Regions from separate parts of the Oryctolagus cuniculus genome. Here region 2 is linked to region 1. The links are chromatin contacts, called in public Micro-C maps. All regions are on one chromosome and are shown on one strand. The core of a region is the stretch at or near the end of the contact, and the rest is flanking DNA. Distances in the headings are between cores, read along the strand shown.

Region 1 (6,592 bases), core at 832-3,331:
TTCTTCAGGCCTGTTCTTTTGGCCAAAGGGCCCCCACACCTAATATGTTGTTTCTTTTAAGAAAAATCATAGCCTGATATGAGGATGTTTATAAAACCCCTTACAGAAATGTCTAGAAGGCTTTTATTGCGTAATTAATGTTTTTTGTTCCTTTAACAGAAAACTGCCTGCAAATATAGGCGTGCCAGCTCAAGTCCCAGCTGCTCCACCTCCCCTTCCAGCTCCCTGATAAGGGTCTGGGAAAAGCATAACATTGCCCCATCACCTGAGTCCCTGCCAAGCAAAGAAGGATGAAGCTCCTGACTTCAGTGTGCTGTGGCCACTTGGGGAGTGAACCGGTGGACGGAAGGTAGAGCTCTCTCTCTCTCTTTCTAATAAATAAATCTTTTTTTTTTTAAAAGAATTCTAGTTTTCCAAGAATGATATTCATGGTTCTCTCTAAAAGCTCTCCCTACTCTATTTGTTTAAACTTTGACATGGAATAAAATTTAAACAAGTCAAGTCTGTAGTAAACCCATGAAAGAATCTCTTCACTTAAAAGTAACAGAACCAAAAACAGCAATAAAGCACAGATTACAAATTGCTTTGCCTAATTTAGGGATGAGTGACTTAACATTGCTTCTTTTGTACGCGTTCCATTGGAGATATTCAGAAAAAGCGGAAGTTGAAATTACAGAAGGAAGCAGGCATAGTTATTTTTGGTTCTGGCCCTATTCAAGCTTTTAAATGTTCAGGGCCTTCTGACAGTTGTCACAAAGGCTGGAAAGTCAAGAATGCTGTGGGTGTCCCTGCCGCAGCTACCAGAAAGTGAGCTCAAGCTACAGCCACGGGTGTCCTCCTTTCCATTTTAAGATGCAGGTTTTTTTTTTTTTTTAAACTTTTTAAAAATTATTATTTAAAAACACAAACACAGACTTTTCACTTCAGTATGTGGTATGTTGCATTTTCCAGTTTGTTCAATGCTTTAAAGCTAAAGGGTGCCTCTGCTTTCAGTTGTACATGGGCCTGAAGCATGCTAGCTTTTGGCAAGCAGGCAGGAGACTCAACAAAAATCAAAAGAACAAGGCAGACTAAATGCAGGGCACAAGAATGTCAGAAGGAGACAATTGTTACTGAGATTAGATTTTAATATAGAACTACAAGCTTTCAGTCCCCTAGGGTCATTTAGGAAATCAAGTAAGCCAGCACTTTTAAGGGAAACAGAGAAAGAGCAATCTCCAGCTTGGTCGTGACTTTTTAGCAATTTTTTACTACGCTTATTAACAACATCTATGTATATGGTCCTTTGCAATTTGTAAAGCATTTTTCCATCTGATTTGCCTTAATTTTGATGATTGTGGGGCGCTGGTTCTAGTCCCAGCTGCTCCTCTTCCAATCCAGCTCTCTCCTATGGCCTGGAAAGGCAGTGGAAAGTGCTTGGGCCCCTGCACCCGCGTAGGAAACCGGGAGGAGGCTCCTGGCTCCTTGCTTCAGATCGGTGCAGCTCCCTGCCACCTGGGGAATGAACCAACGGAAGGAAGACCTTTTTCTCTTTCTCTTCCTCTCACTGTAACGCTCTCTCTGAAATAAATAAATAAAATCTTTAAAAAAATATTTTTGATGATTGAAGATCAGATAGTCCAGTTCTGCTAATATTATTTAATGTGAGAGTTTACTGGCATAACCAAAAATTGCAGGTCTTATCTTCCACGTCCTTTGCCGTTGGTCACTTGGAAGAAGGCCCCCTGGCTGTCCCTACTGCTGAGAAGAAATAATAAACGTTGATGATTAACGATAAAACTGTAGCCTGTGCAAGAATCTGCCTACCTTGTGCTTCCTCATGCTTTTTGCTTTGATATGTTCAGAGCATACAGAACTGGCACAGAAACGTCTGTATCAGCATGGAAACCTGCAAGTTAGTAAAAATGTTCGCCGGGGCAATATTTAGTTCCCGGGAAAGTTGAAGTGTTTCCGGTCCCTTCTCGCCAAACATCCAGCTCGCAAGTCACAGGCCCTCCAGAGGCCACTTTTGGGGGAGGTGCGGCCCGGGTCGGCGACCTGCGCAACAAACCCGGCCAACAGAAGTCAGAAAGGCAGAAGCCCGGGACTGGGCTTCCGGCGGGAAAGGGCGTCGGCGGCTGGCAGGCCGCGCGGCCGGGGGCGGGCCCTCGGGGGCGGGCGGAGCCTGCGAGCCTCGCGCCTCAGCCGTGGCCCGCGCAGACGCTCCCGGGCCGGAGGCGGCGCTCGGAGCGGAGACAGCGCGCGCGAGCTGGACGGCTGCCCGCGGTTGCCTACGCCCCCAACCGCATTGTCTGCCCCGCACTGCTCCGCGTCTCCCACCTGTGGTTGGTACCGGAGCAGCCTCCGGGCCCGCGAGCGCTTCCGCCGAGTCGAGTGCGGACGCGGCGCTGCGGACGGTGCATCTCCACTAGCCTCGTGCAGAGCCTGGAAAGCGAATCTGCTCCGGGAAGGTCGCTGACTTGGAGCCCCAAGGTACCTGCCGGGTGACGGTCTGGGGCTGAGGCAGGGGGCTGTCGTGTGTTCCTCTCCCGAAGACGGCAGCGTCCGATAGTGAGGAAAGGCTGGAGAAAGTCGTTAGCGGTAGCGTGATCCCAGCTCTAGGAAACAGGTGACTGTTGGTGGAGGAGGGGGCCGCAGAGAAATACTGGAGACGGTGGCTGGGGTGGCGGGGCCGGTGTCTCCCTTGTACTTTCCTGTTGTGGACCAAGGTTCTCCTAACCTGGGAACTACAGAAAGGATGCGGCGCGGGGAGCGGCGTGCGCGCCAGAAGTTCCTCCGCGGAGGACTGGTCCCGGCCTTGCCTGCCCGCTTCCGTCCGTCTCTGTAGGAAAATACAGTAATCCATTGTTTCTGGGGACTTCCCCCGCCTTTCAAAGTTGCGAAGAGAAACTTCCCAGGTTTTCTGGAAACCAGCATCCACCCCGCTCCAACCCCGCGGAGAAGCGGGGCGAGGCACCCCGCTGGGCTCCCCTCCCGCGGCGTTGCGCCTTCATCACTCTTTTTCGCCAGGTCTGTGCTCGGTGGGCGGCGCCCCTGCCCCGCAGCGCTGCCCCGCTAGCCGGGGAGTCCTCAGAGTCTGCGGAGCCGCAGGGCGCCGTGAGCACGGCCCGGGGACGGCACTGTCTCTCGCTGCGCGCCGCGTTTCTCTTCCCCTCCGACTGGCTCCGGCGTTTGTCCGGGGAGAAAAGCCTTTCCTATCTGCGGTCACCCCCGACAGCAGGGGGACCTCGGGGAGGGGCGGGCCGGAGGTAAAATTGCAGCTTTAGAGGAGTAACATACCCTACTAACGCGTTGGCCAGAGCCGACGCCGAGGTTACAGGCGCCTTTGGGAAATCTAGTAGTCGTAAACTGTCACGTTCCTTTTAAGAGACTCTGGCTCTTAAAGCGTGAGAAGCGTGGTTGGCGTGCCTGATTGCCCAGGGACCCCAAACTTTCTAGTAACGTGCTCGCACACCTGGCTGCTGTCAGCAAAACTCTCCCTACACGGCTTTCTGTTCACGACATTTGAAGACCAAACACCGTCTGCAAGCCGGGGTGTCTCTGCCCTGGCTTTGCAGGGTGGTGGGAGGGTGGCCGGCCTCCTGGGGTAAGGGGCTCTGGAGCCGGGGGCAGGGGTTGGAGGTGGAGGCGGGGTTTTTGCACCTGACACCTCTCCACCTAGCGGCTCTTCTTTCCTGCCTGCCTTCCCTCCGGATCTTACCCTTCCCTTTCCAGCTTGGAGATTCCCGGGGGAGTGCCTGCGGTGTTCCTGCCAACCAGCAGGAAGCCTTAACTCTCTTCTGACACCCAAACGCTGTGTCTATGTTTTCTTTTTCACACGTTCAGTGATAAGGTTCCTTATAGTAGAGCTTGGCTTGGTATCTGTAGTGCCTTTAATTGGCAGACATCATGAGTGTTTTACAACTGTTTGATGTCAGCTATCAGAATTCACCGCTTTAATGATGCCTGGTGGATTTTCAGCTCCATTTCGATCCATAAAAGTCAGAGGGCTTGCGGTTTTTGTAGAGGACAGATTTGCTCAGTGTTGCAGTGGGTACTTAGTGCAGGTGGTGTGGTTCAAGTCATCCTCCTGCCTGCTCCTGGCCCCAGGTTCCCTCCCCGGAGGTGACCGCTGTTACCCCGCTCCCAGCATTGCACTTCTGTTTCTTTGATCACTTAGGACTGGCATTTCAAAAAGCTGTTTTGAGAACTTTAACACCAATGATTTATCTTAAATCCACGAACTTATTATTTTACTTGTTCATTGGTTTCTGGCTTTTCTGTTGATGACTATGAAATGCAAGGGACTCAGGTCATTCAGTAGAGAGACGTTTTGGCTCAGGGGGTTAACAGATTGGCTACATTAGAGTGTGGTGACAAATGACCTCAAAAATAGCAATGACTGGCGGGGAAAAAATGTTGATTTCCTTGCTTGTATTGTGTGTCTTCTGTCTACCTGTGGCCCTTCCCTCTGGGACCGAGGCTGCACTATCTGGGGAACTGCTGATGTGGCAAGGATAAGAGGGAAGTGGCTACTTGGAAGAGAGAACTGTAGAGTGACTACTTAAAGCAGCGGCTTGGAGCTTCCACTCAGTCCTGTGTCTGTCCGTGTCACCATTCGTGTTGACATAGTTTTCAGTGGAGTGGACTGACAATGGAAAGCCGCATAACTGGTAAGGATAGGTTGGTTGAGTGATATGGTCTATCTCAGTGTCTGCCGCAAGGGGTCACTGTTGTGAACCTTGAGGTTCATCCAGCCCTGAAAGTTGGCTCACGCCAAGATGCTTAGACCCAGACTTATAACCCAGAAGGCCAGTTTTTCCTGTTATGGTGGATAATATATCTTCCCTGGTGCTAGTCATAAGAGCCCTATGTTGCATACTTTTCTTGGTGGTGGATTTGCTCAAGAGACTGGATTATAAGCTAATGGGTTATGTATAGCATATTAAAACAAAATTTAGGTGTTACCAAAAAAGGCTACTTTACATCTGGAATGTCATGGCTTTAAAATGTTTACTTACTCATAGTCAGTGATTTGAAATCAGAGCAACAGTGCAACAGAGAAGAGTGATCTTCCATTTGCTGATTCACTCCCAAGTACCCACAACAGCCAGGGCTGGGTGAGGCTGAAGCCAGGACACTGACATTATATCCAGGTCTGCCATGTGGGTGGCAGGGGCTAGAAGTGATTGAGCCATACTGTGGCTTCTAACCTGGTTATCCTTTTGGAACTATTGTCCAAAATCCAGGAATGAACTAGAATGATAGAAACATATCCAAGACAAAGTATACACTTTTATTATTTTGATTTGTTTCATTGCAAGTGTAATACCTGTTTATTATGGGAAATTTTAAAAATAAACAGGGAAACATACAGAGGAAAGTAGAAATTACCCAAGCATCACATCCTAACAGCAGGGTCTTTTCTTGTCACCTCCTAATTGCATCATCTCATGACTTACTCTTTTATGCTGTCTACCTCTTGAACAATGAGCTTTTATCATAATTAAAGTGTCTTCAAATGACAGTGTAGGATGGATTAGCCAGTAATACCATGGCGTGTTAATTCTTGCTGATGCTGGTTTCATAGTAATTTTTACCACCCTTGGCTCAAGCCTCTGAGTGTTCTCATCTTTTCTACTTATAATTGGACATCTGTTGCCTGGATGGAGATATTTTATGAATGTAACATTAAAATTGAAGATGTAGTTCCAAATCAGCTAAAAGGAAATCTTGCTTAGCTCTTGTTTGTTGAATAGTTGAATAGATCAAGAGTTTTATTGTTAACAAAATAGAAGAAAACGTTGTATCTTAAAAATAAATAGCGCAAAGGCTGGCACTGTGGCACAGTGGGTTAATCTTCCACCTGCAGCGCTGGCATCCCATATGGGCACTGCTTCTAGTTCTGGCTTCTCTTCTTCTGATCCAGCTCTCTGCTGTGGCCTGGGAAAGCAGTGGAAGATGGATAGATTGCTTGGGCCCCTGCACCAGCATGGGAGAGCCCGGAGGAGACTCCTGGCTCCTGGTTCAGATCGGCCCAACTCTGACGGTTGCAGCCGTTTGGGGAGTGAACCAGAGGATGGAAGACCTTTCTCTTTGTCTCTCCCTCTCACTGTCTGTAACTCTACTTGTCAATGAAATCTTTTATTTTTTAAAAAAGTAAATAGCACAGAAAGGGAAGGAAAAAATTCTGTTTTTCAATCTGCATAATTTTGACACCAACTTTTAATATAGATGGCCAACAAAAAATCATAAAACTACATATCAACTTCACATAAGGCTATTGTTCCAAAAACCCCAAATCATCATAAATGGACAGAAGTTATGTAAGAACTGCAGGGAGTAGAGATGAGTTTATCACCACACGAAAGGATGCTGTGAATCTGGTAGGGAATGAGGCGTACTTCAATGTATAGACATGGAGAAAAATCGCCTATAGGTGTTATTAATGGAAGAACGCGAAGTCCACAACTCAGTACCAGTATAGCATGTTTCTATTTGTGTAAGAAAAGGTTACTGTCTGTGGAGATTCCTCTGTGTGTGTGTTTGTGTGTGTGTCCGTGTGTACACATAGTTATACTACTATAAGGGTAAAAGCAACTTTTACAGTGGT
Region 2 (6,007 bases), core at 1,350-3,849, 140 kb after region 1:
AGAAAGGGGTTTAACACAAATTCGGTGCTGACAAAATCATTTAAAGAACTGGAGCAGCAGAAGGCAAGTGCCTCTGGAGTGACTGTTCAAGACCACATCACCACAGCCCTGATCCAGGTAAGAGCGAGCCTCTGATAGCTGCTGCCTTCAATTTCAGCTTAACATCCGTGAGGCCACTGGAAGACTCTGGAATTCCAGGCAGCATGCTAAACAGAAAGGACAGCAGGAAGACAGTCTGTACCTCATTTCCAGCTAATTAGTTTTGGTTCTGTTGCTGATCTATCATTTTTTCTAAAGAAACAATCACTGTAAGTTCTAAATCACTAGCTCAAGAACCAATTTTTCAAAAATACTCAGTTTGTAATTTGGAGCCCTTGTCCTTGAAACAACCAACAAAACAAACAAAATGAACTACCAAAAAATTCCCCCCAAAGAAAAACTAACTGAAACAACTCCTTGGAATCTGTTTTATAGTTGCGAATTTCATTTACCACTGCCTCAAATATCTGTACATCTCAAGTTATTTCCACCATTGTCAATGGCAGTGCAAAAATTTTAAATTTCATTCACAGGACCACCAAAAAGCTAGAAAGCAGTACTTCATGATAATATTGCAAAGAAATGATATATCTAAAAAGCAATATTTTTGCTTGTTTTTGGCTTCTTGATAAGAAGTTCTTCTTTGGTGCTGATGCATTAAGCAATGCATATCTCAGGTGTGATTGTCAATGACTGTATGTAGGTTTACAGTACATAAATAAACCACAAGGTATAAACCAAAATTATAAAAATAACTCTTCTAATGGAGCCCAAGAAAAGGAATTTCCACGACATGCAATGACGGAAGCAGGTATGCAAAAGTTTAGTCCATTTTCTAGGAAACATGGTTCACTCTTTTGTTTCATCCTTTTTCTTGTGTACCGTGAGCAACTTTGGTAAGACCAGAACTACTGATGAAGTCCCCATCATCATAACGATGCTCCCTTACAACCATTTGAAAATTTACTGTGGCAACTTGGGCACAAATGCATCCCCTGCCCTCAAGGGAGTTCCCGTGGCAGTTTTCTTCTCTTTTCCAGTTGAGCAACTAAACTAAAGTAAGAGGAAACCGAGCCCTTTAGTTATTGAGTCACGGTACAGTTAGCGGGAAAACCACCAGGAAGGGAATCCGGAAGATCTCTGTTACCAATGATTTGCTTCAGTCACCATCTCTTATACTGTCACACATATATTTTCAAAAAACACACTCCACATGGCCATCACACCTAATGCTAAGGAAGCTCTACTTTGTGTACCCAACACAGCAATTTCTGCTTCCTAAGTAACACTGCGATAATAGAAGTTATGCTTTATCTATTAAGGCGTTTAGTGATGATACTGGAGTCTGTGAAACGTGACAAAAAGGACAGATGGAGAAGGACCAGAAGAGACGGGTATTATTGTCTTAACAATATAGGCTGTAGGAAAGGCCAACAACCATTTGAATTCCCGTCTCTTCGCGTGATCCTAAAGATGACTTATCTCGAGTATTTTTGGAGATCTAATTACAGTCTTTGCTGGTGAAAATCCATTCTCTGTGTAGCTCAGTTTTTAAAATAAGCTGCCCACTGTCACACTAGATTTCATGAGATCAAACTCGGAGAGTTAAAAAACAAAACAAAAACCAATTCCCTTTTCCCCTACTGGGGCTGGCCCCTTAAACTTCTTTCCCTTTGGTGCTAACAGAAAGCAATTTCTTGCTTTCTCACTGTGTAAATGAAGCTCAGGTGTCATCTGGGTTCCGGCGAAGCGCCTGCTCGGGGACAGCCCCCGTCGGGCCGTGTGCTGTTGGGCCAGCTGCAGCGCACGCGGCACAGCGCGGCCGCCCGCGGGAGAAACACCCGCACCTTAGGGCCCCGCGAGGCGTGCGTCCCCACCGCAAGATGGAGGGCGGGACCGGAGCAGAGGGCCCACTCGCAGCTCGGGGGAGCGGACACCAAGTCGAAAAAGAAGTGTTTGCGCGAGAGGCTTTGAAAGCAGCCGCCGTACGGAGGGCATTTCCGCAACCCGGCGCCAGCCCGGACCCCTCGGTCCGACGGCGGCGACCCCCGACCCCGCCCGGCCGCGCCGTCCAACCGCTCCTCCCGATGGCCGCCCGAATGCCGAGGCCACCAGCGCCCCACGCGGGGCAGAGTCGAGAGGCGGCCCGGCCACTTCCCTCCGTCGCCGGGTGGGGCTCCTGACCCGGCCCGGCAGCGCCGTCGCCGCCCCTCCCCGCCTCACCTGCTCGCTCTCCGCCTGCGGCCGCCGCCCGAGCCGCCGCGGGCTCGCCCCGGGCTCCCGCTGGGTCCCCGCTGCCGCCGCCGCCCGCTCCGCCAGGGCGTCCCCGTCCTCGTCACGCTCCCCGCCGCCGCCGCCGCCCCGCAGCAGCTCCCCGGCCGAGCACATCCCGCCGTCTACTCCTGCCGTCCCGGGGGCCACGCCGCGACGCCGCCCGCAGCGGCCGTCACCCCGGGATCCGCGGCGCAGGCGGCTGACAGGAGCCTCCGAAACGCGCCCGGCCGGCCTGCGCGTCTGAAGTACAGAACCAGCCCGGCCCCTCCTGTCACCGGCTCGCCCCGCCCGCGGCCGCCGGGGCGGAGCCTGCGGTGGGCGGGGCCAAGGTGGGGGCGGAGCCCACGGGGGCGTGTGGGGCGGAGGAGAGAGAAAGTCTGCAGCGTGCGTGCACAGAACAGATATCTGATGGAGATTGTGGACGGTGAGAGAGGCTGTGCGTGTGTGTGTGTGTGTGTGTGTGAGTGAGAGAGAGAGACTATACATAATACATGGGTAGTGTGTGTGAGCTCCTGTGTGCGTGAGACACCTAGAGACAAGTGTGAGAGCTAAAGCTACACTTGTGAGACTGTGTGTATGTGAGACTGCGTTTGTGAGTTAGGAAGAAGGGTGTGTGGGTGTGTGTGAAAGAAGCAGGAGAAACACGTGCACGAGCACACACACACGCACACACACTCCACTGCTCTCTCCGGCCACTGTCTCTGTGCTTGCCTGGCCTTGGAATGTGCCAGTTTGCTGCTGGCTGCCTGTCTGGAAGCGGCCCATCATTTGCCAGGAATACACAGTTCTTTTTTTTGGAACCTAGGAATCATGTGGTGGTGTATCTGCCTTTGTGTGTGTGTGTGTGTGTGTGTGTGTATTGTTTATTTGACAGGTAGTGTTATAGACAGTGAGACAGACAGAGAGAAAGGTCTTCCTTCCACTGGTTCACCCCCCAAATGGCCGCCATGGCCGGAGCTGCGCTGATCCCAAAGCCAGGAGCCAGGTGCTTCCTCCTGGTCTCCCATGCGGGTGCAGGGCCCAAGCACTTGGGCCATCCTCCACTGCCCTCCCAGGCCACAGCAGAGAGCTGGACTGGAAGAGGAGCAACCGGGACTAGAACTGGAGCCCATATGGGATGCTGGCGCCGCAGGCGGAGGATTAACCAAGTGAGCCATGGCGCCAGCCCTGTATATTTCTATAAATGAGCAAAAACGTGTCTCAGTAGGGGATAGGGGAGGAATATCCAGTTAATGACTTTTTCTTACTACTCTGTCCATTTTGTTAAAGGGAAATTGAGGGATGCTTAAATAAAAGGCCAGATTTTTCTGTCTCTCCTACCTGCATATAGAAAAAATGATGATTTATTCTACAGATAAAATATTGGGGTGTCAATGGTATGAAAAAGAATGAGTTATTTGAGGTTTCCATTAAAGTGTGTTCAGGCCCAGAGGAGGAATTAAAATATGCTGGAATTCCTAGGCTTAATGTAAAGAACTGTTTCCTGGGTTTGATCAGGAGCAGCTCAGTGTCCTGTACGCACACAAGCTCTCGTGTGCACATGATTTGTGTGGTACGCATGCAAGCTCTCATATGCAAACTCTCAAGTCTGTTAAGTACATGTCTTGCTCTCACACACACTCTCTCTAGGGACTAGAAAATATGCTTTTTGTTCTCAAGTTAGACAGGCAATTAGTTGGATTTAATTCCTTTCTTAAAAATGTTTCAAATGTCAGAGGAGAGTATTTAAGATTATGTGTGTATAATCAGAAGCCAGTGTCATGTAGGAACTCAGAAACGTTCCTGAGGGAACTCCTTCCTTTTCTCTGATGACAAAATTTTGATTTGACTATATTAGTAGTGTTGTTGCTTATCACATAAACTTTAGGGGTACATACAGTAGACAAGAGAATGCTGGTCCTTCATTGCCAATCCTGTGCATGTAAGGCAGCCTTCAAAGTTCTCCCCCTTTTTGGTTTGTGTCTGTTAATAAGTCAAACAGTTATTCACTCTTCAATCAGGCTAAAGAGTGAAGAGAAACTCCTGTGTATGTGGGAGTGCAGAAAGCACAGAATACAGAGAGAGGCGCAAGCTAAAAAGAGTAATGCAGAGCTTAGCCTGGCTCCTCTCAGGTGACGAGTCCTACAGAAGTCCTTTGTTCCAGAATACAGTACCCGCTCTTCTGTAGATTCAGGCTGCTTCTCGATTCTTCGAGAATGTATTTGCTCAGGTGTCAACAGGTATTTACTGCACACCACTAGACAGTAGGCCCAAGTCGAGATCCTCACTCTCAAACAGCTTTCATTTCAATATCTTTTGGATGTGATGTTGCCTCTCCTGACAAATGCCAAGATCTTGCACCAAGGAGTGGCCAGAGTCCTCTGAGCCCCACCGAGGACTCCAGTCAGAACCCTTTCTTAGTGTTGTTTATCTTTCAATTGAGGAATGAAGTTCTCTTAGAACATTTGTTTCTTTGTTCAGAGTTGTTTTTTTTTTTTTCCTGCAGAGCTACAGAACCAACCTTTAAACAAATCTAATGGCGTTTTACACACGGGACATTATTGTGATTACATCCCAGATAACTCAGGCACATCTTAGGGGAGTGGTGGGCTGTTGTTTTTACTCTGCTGCACAGTACGAATAACACACACATAAAGCTGTCACTGCCAGTCTCCCATAGGAAATATAAGGTTGTTATTACCTGGGCAACCATAACACATAGGTCTCAAATTGTGTATAGTTTAGTTGTGGTTTTATTAGGGTATTTACCTTGTGTTTTCCCAGGAATTAATAAGTCGCAAGAAATACATGCATACTGAAGGAATGGCCCGTGTGGTACAAATGTGCTTTGTATAGTTGCTGTTGTGGAAAGGACTTTTAATTCTTAACATTCACACCTTTCATATCTTATTTTTTATTATTTTTGAGAGACTGACAGACAGAGCTCCCTTCTGCTCATTCATTCCTCAAATGATCAGGAGCTTGGTGCTCAATCTGTTTCTCCCATGTAGGTGGCAGGCACCCAACTACTTGAGTATCACTTGCTGCCTTCCAGAGTCTCCACTGGGAAAAAGTTGGAATTGTGAGTCAGACTTGGGAATTGGACTCAAACCTTCTGAAATGGGACGTGGACATTTCAACCAACGTCTCAATCACTAGGCCAATGCCCACCCCCGATATCTTATTTTTAGTATACCTCCACACTTATTTCAATTATACATCTTGCCGGAGAGACAAAAGAACAAATCAGAGTGATCTGTATTTACTTGGTAATATGTTGTTAGAAAAAAATAGTTGTCATTTTTCAGTTTGATTTTTGACATGCTATGATATTTTATTATGAGCATCCTGTTTCAATTTTTGCCTCTCATAAAATTTTCATCAGCTTTCTTCCTATTCAGAGAGATTTCGGAACGGGGAGCTATTTTTGAGAAGTTAGAAATCTTAACCAAATTCCAGGAAATTGTGGTTTCTGGACATTTCATGTGAATGTAAAGGAAGAGGAATTTATTGGTGAACCTGCATTTCCTTTAGTGTTCCTTTGCTGTAAGGAAGCTGCACCAGGGAGATGCTGAACCAGTGCTCCCTCAGTGTTCTCTAGCTTTCTTCATTATGATTGGGAGAAGGAGAGATTTGCCTTTTCTTGTGGAATTAGCTTCTAGTTTCTCTGCTTTGTTCCCTTTGTCTGTTGTGGCTTCTTTGCTTCCAGTTGTAT

The links. A called contact is a pair of places that touch in the nucleus more often than the background predicts.
Region 2: a Micro-C map of ear pinna shows a contact between it and region 1, with 5 times the contacts expected there. The contact joins the promoter of FAM241A here to the promoter of ALPK1 in region 1. A contact is called at or near these places in 2 of 6 Hi-C or Micro-C datasets (ear pinna and an unstated tissue).

Annotation. Positions count from the first base shown.
Region 1 is chr8:52,687,463-52,694,054 of mOryCun1.1, forward strand. It overlaps ALPK1 (alpha kinase 1), which reads right to left and starts at 2,082. Exons shown (of 14, transcript XM_070047742.1): 1 at 1,807-2,082. It overlaps TIFA (TRAF interacting protein with forkhead associated domain), which reads left to right and starts at 190. Exons shown (of 2, transcript XM_051820092.2): 1 at 190-349.
Region 2 is chr8:52,823,264-52,829,270 of mOryCun1.1, forward strand. It overlaps FAM241A (family with sequence similarity 241 member A), which reads right to left and starts at 2,600. Exons shown (of 2, transcript XM_002717099.5): 1 at 2,263-2,600. The coding sequence starts at 2,427.